2 separate regions of the Gasterosteus aculeatus genome follow, and region 1 is linked to region 2. A link is a contact called in public Hi-C data. All regions are on one chromosome and are shown on one strand. The core of a region is the stretch at or near the end of the contact, and the rest is flanking DNA. Distances in the headings are between cores, read along the strand shown.

What was found. A called contact is a pair of places that touch in the nucleus more often than the background predicts.
Region 1: a contact with region 2 is called in a Hi-C map of skeletal muscle, with 2.9 times the contacts expected there. The contact joins the promoter of herc1 here to the enhancer-like site in region 2. A contact is called at or near these places in 3 of 6 Hi-C or Micro-C datasets (skeletal muscle and whole body).

The regions. Positions count from the first base shown.
Region 1 is chr12:23,315,022-23,317,721 of fGasAcu3.hap1.1, reverse strand. herc1 (HECT and RLD domain containing E3 ubiquitin protein ligase family member 1) reads left to right here and starts at 1,393. Exons shown (of 79, transcript XM_078085889.1): 1 at 1,393-1,673. dapk2a (death-associated protein kinase 2a) reads left to right here. Exons shown (of 9, transcript XM_078085894.1): 9 at 1-1,121.
Region 2 is chr12:23,275,311-23,278,010 of fGasAcu3.hap1.1, reverse strand. It overlaps herc1 (HECT and RLD domain containing E3 ubiquitin protein ligase family member 1), which reads left to right. Exons shown (of 79, transcript XM_078085889.1): 28 at 278-398; 29 at 648-885; 30 at 978-1,150; 31 at 1,470-1,625; 32 at 1,732-1,838; 33 at 1,917-2,027; 34 at 2,114-2,287. Among protein-coding and RNA genes, the nearest start is that of LOC144385366, 25 kb to the right of the region's middle. Within about 2 kb of position 1,295, at least 2 of the 9 cell types and tissues checked have open chromatin away from gene starts, as enhancers often do.

The sequences.
Region 1 (2,700 bases), core at 144-2,643, 40 kb before region 2:
GGCCGGTAGCTGCCGTGGATTTTGCTACTTTTTTGTCTTCATTTATTGGATTTTTTTCTCATGTTTATCATTAACGTGACAGACATTTGTCAACATCTGCAAAGGAGGCGTGAGGATCACAAGTCGGACCAAACGCCACCAAACTGGGAGGAGAGCCCAGATAGAAGCAAAGCTAACCCAGCTAGCACCTGAGGCTACTCCACTACCCAGCATGCCCCTGGCTTGCTGGAAGGATGACAGCGGGAGGTCCGTGACTGTTGAGTTCACGTCTTCACCGAGACGCAGATCCATTCAAGCTGCTCCTGATGGTGGACACCAGGACACAGAGCAGGACTCTGATTGGTCCAGAGAAGATGGACTCTGATTGGTCCAGAGAAGATGGACTCTGATTGGTCCAGAGAAGATGGACTCTGATTGGTCCAGAGAAGATGGACTCTGATTGGTCCAGAGAAGATGGACTCTGATTGGTCCAGAGAAGATGGACTCTGATTGGTCCAGAGAAGATGGACTCTGATTGGTCCAGAGAAGATGGACTCTGATTGGTCCAGAGAAGATGGACTCTGATTGGTCCAGAGAAGATGGACTCTGATTGGTCCAGAGAAGATGGACTCCGATTGGACCAGAGGAGATGGATTCTGATCGCACCACAGGAGGTGGACTCTGTGTCTACATCATGATGCTTGGTGCTCAAAGACAGAAATCAGAAATGATGCACAACGTTTTTCTTGTATTGGATTTTTGATGATGTTATCTGACCGGATAGTTAGTTAAATAAGGAAATGTTCAAAAAGCGCTCACCATAACTTTTACTGAGTAACGTCATTCTGGAGAAGATGAAGTGGCCTTTTCCATATTTACTACAAGAACTTGTATTTATTGTTGATTGTAGTGCCCCTTGAGGACTAACGTGGTAGTGTCTCCTACCACAGAAAGCTTCTTATTCTTTAGCTGGGGGCCTGGTTGTTATATTATGTATTCATTATGACTCATTACTCAAAACCCAAGCAACTATATTCTATATGTTCATATATACAACCAGACATATGTATGTATGTATGTATGTATGATACATGGATATAAAAAGATAGTTATATATGTATTAAATGTTGTATTTATCACAATCCCGGTGTATAATATGTTCATGAGTGTGAGAGGAATCGTTCTTTAGGGTGTTGTTTTTACACCATAGTATAACTGAATATACACAAAGGAAGCTCATCTTCCTCACTTCCAGAATCCGACATGTCTTTGGATTTGTGCAACAATTCATAAATACGTTCAACCCTCTTGGGGAAAGTGAAATGACAGAATCAGGAATTAGGAATTACGACATTAAAGCAGATGGCATCACTTATTGATCCCTTTGTCCACGTGGGCGTGAATGTGGCTCATAGACAGACAGGCAGGAAAACAGACAGACAGACAGGCAAGCAAGCAGACAGGCTGACGGACGGACGGACGGATCAGGCAGCCCGCAGCCCTGCGTGTGTGCGCGTGTACGCGGACCTGCCGTTAGCTGCAGTGGAAGGGGAGAGGCGGTTCGGGAGAGGCATGGAAACACACCCGCGCATGTCTCCTTTCACCGTAACGTTTACCAACACCGGAGTGTTCGTGACGCCCGCAGCGTGAAACACAACGCACCTACGAGGACAGGCCCGTTGGCAGTTTAACCGGTGAGCCAGTTGGTGCTATTTTATATTTATTCAGGCTAACCAGAGAGCGGTAGCTAGCATGCTAACCTAGCCACGGTACAGCAGATAAGCCAGTCTTAGTTCTGGAGCTGAATTGGCTTCGTCGGGATGGGGATGCGACTGACCGCGGTAACTCGACTGTCACCTCGCTGTCGTACCTGCTCGGTATCGCGTCCGTGCTTAGGTGTGTTGCGCTCTGCTAGCTGAGTGACGTGAGGAAAGTTAGCTAACGCTAGCTAGCTAACATTAACAGTGGCGTCGGTTGACAGCGGTTACAAAACACACTAACATTAACTGTTACTAACTACATTTAATAACGTCACTGTAACCGTGGTGTGTTTGTAAATGTCACGCTGTGGATGTCAGTGATGTTTGTGAACCCGGTTAGCCGTCGGTGCTTATCATAACAGGGAATCTCGCCCCTTCTAATCTGACACAACAAGCGGGTTAGCTCAAAGATAGCGGTCTGATGTAAGTGGTTAGCTAACCCTCTGGTTAGTTAAGGGCTAACGACCTCAGATAAAACCGAAAGTAAATCAATGTTCGCATCGTGAACCTGTCCGTATCAGCATGAGAGGGTGAGACCATGTAGAGATATATCAGCATGAGAGGGTGAGACCATGTAGAGATGTGATATCAACATGAGGGTGAGACCATGTAGAGATATATCAGCATGAGAGGGTGAGACCATGTAGAGATGTGATCAACATGAGAGGGTGCGACCATGTAGAGATATATCAGCATGAGAGGGTGAGACCATGTAGAAATATATCAGCACGAGAGGGTGAGACCATGTAGAGATGTGATCAATATGAGAGGGTGAGACCATGTAGAGATGTGATCAATATGAGAGGGTGAGACCATGTAGAGATGTGATCAACATTATAGCGTGAGACCATGTAGAGATGTGATCAACATGAGAGCGTGAGACCATGTAGAGTGATCAGCATGAGAGGGTGAGACCATGTAGAGATGTGATCAGCATGAGAAGGTGAGACTATGTAGAGAT
Region 2 (2,700 bases), core at 46-2,545:
TTTGACTCTAAATGGACCAGAATGTTCTAAATGAACATCACGCTGTATTGAAGAAGACTTGAAACTAGAGACTGAGACCATAAACTCATGTTTACAATGTTTACTGAGGGAATAAATACAGAGGAGTAGAATCATTTCCTCATAGACCTGCTGGTCACTACAGAGAATGCAGCATTATCACATTCGCTTTGACTACTTTAAAGAACCGAGGTTGCCTCTTGGTTCCCTGTAATGTCGTTGTGGGCACGTTAACTGTGTGTTCACTTCCTCTCTGCAGGATGGTGTAAAAGCAGCAAAGAGGAGCCTCCAGATGGAGATCCAGACCGCTGTTCATAAGATCTACCAGCAGCTGTCCGTCACCCTGGAGCGAGCACTGCAGGCCAACAAGCACCACATAGGTGACATTTATCAGGATGCAGTTATTCAGCTTGTGAAATCTACAAATAAAAGAAGCTCATCACTTAACTTCACTTAAGTCCCAGCGATCGTCTTTCACTTGTTCACGTGAAGCGGTTCTATTGGTTTGCGTTATTTCACTGGAGGTTTATTAGAAGAGTTAGAAAGCCTTTAGTTCTGTGCTGCTGTAGACATCAAGTCGTTCACAAACCAAACTACACCGCGTCTGATGCTCTCTCCCCCGTCCCCAGAAGCTCAGCAGCGCCTCCTGCTGGTCACCGTCTTCGCGCTGAGCGTCCGCTACCAGCCGGTGGACGTGTCCCTGGCCATCTCCAGCGGGCTGCTCAGTGTGCTGTCCCAGCTGTGCGGGACGGAGACGATGCTGGGACAGCCGCTGCAGCTGCTGCAGAAACCCGGAGTGTCTCAGCTCAGCACCGCCCTCAAGGTGGCCTCCACCCGCCTGCTGCAGATACTGGCCATCAGCACCGGGTAAGAGGCGCTGGGGGGAGGGGGGGGGATTAAGTATGTGCTGTGTGAACCCAAAGATCGCATCAACAGAACCCCTCTCTTTGGACTCGCAGGACGTACGCGGACAAGCTGGGTCCCAAAGTGGTCCAGTCGCTGCTGGACCTTCTCTGCAGCCAGCTGAAGAACCTGCTGTCTCAGGCCGGAGGCAGTCTGCTCTCTTCTGGAAAAGAACAAGACGACAGCAAAGAGGAGGACGCGGCGGACTCTGAGAAGAGAGACTTGAGAGGTGAGGACGTTTCGGTCTTGAGAGTACCTGCATAATACATGGATAGTATACAGATTATACTTGAATCATAAATGAATACTACAGGGACGGCACATGGATGATACACAAGTAGTAGTTGATAGTACAGGGATAGTGCATCGATAGTACCTTGATAGTACCTCGATAGTACATCGATAGTACCTTGACAGTACATTGATAGTACATTGATAGTACATGGGTAAAACATTGGAAAATGTTGGTCGTCCCTTTTCCCGCCTCCAGTGAGTCGTTAGTTTTTTATGATTGGTAACCGAAGGTCGTTCCTCGTCTCGCCCCCCAGCGCTGATCCGCAGGCAGCACACGGCAGAGCTGCACCTCGGAGACTTCCTGGTCTTTCTCCGGAGGGTGGTCTCCTCCAAGGCCATCCAGTCCCAGATGGCCTCCCCCAAATGGACCGAAGTGCTCCTCAACATCGCGGCGCAGAAATGCTGCTCAGGTACAACCAGCACTGAGGGGCGGGAGGGAGGGGGGGGGAGCGCTGTGCCTCATGTGGCCAGGCGGAGATACTCATCCACACTGGGGGGGGGCTGTTTGGTTTCTAGGGGTCCCTCTGGTGGGCAACCTGAGAACTCGGCTCCTGGCCCTCCACGTGCTGGAGGCCGTCCTTCCCGCCTGCGAGGCCGACATGGAGGACGAACAAACCACTCAGGTCGGCCTTCTTCGCCTCTGAGCGTGCGAGTCGTCGGTGGCGTGCGCCGAGCTGACGGAGTCTTGTTTCCTCCCGCAGGTGGTGGAGCGGCTCTTCGCCCTTCTGTCCGACTGCATGTGGGAGGCGCCCGTCGCCCAGGCCAAGCACTCGGTCCAGGTTAAAGAAAAGGTCCAGGAGCTCAAGCTGCAGGTGTGGTAATCGCCCCCCCACCACCACCCGCTCCCCTCCCAGACTCCCTCTTCCGCAGTTGTGACTGTTCCTCCTCCCCCACTTAGCAGGGCGAGTCGGAGGAGGAGGACGAGAACCTCCCCATCCAGGAGGTGTCCTTCGACCCGGAGAAGGCCCAGTGCTGCGTGGTGGAGAACGGCCAGGGCCTGACGCACGGCAGCGGGGGCAAAGGCTACGGCCTGGCCTCCACCGGCGTCTCCTCCGGGTGCTACCAGTGGAAGGTACGTGACCCCCCCCCCGCTGCTCTCACAGGCTCCGATGAACTCTTTAATGCAGATATGACGATTGCATTGACCTTTCACAATAAAAGCCCAAGAGATAACAGCTGTTAGCCAGATCTCAAATTCAGATTGCTCTGCATTATTAGGGTGCTGGTAGCTGCTCCTCTAGCCTTTTTAAGACTGTATTCACTTCCACAATGAGTATTTTCCATTATTGTGTTGTTAATTAGTCACACCCTCAATGTGACTAATATAGTTGTTGTTTTTAATTAACATTTACTACCTTTTACCCTCCTGCCAGTTACGTGGCAGCTGAGCGATCCATGAATTCACTTATAGGTGAAGGTTTCTTTCGTTCATCTTTTATAACATCAGTTGCGGAAGTTGTTTTCAACGTCTCTCCTGGTGTTTGT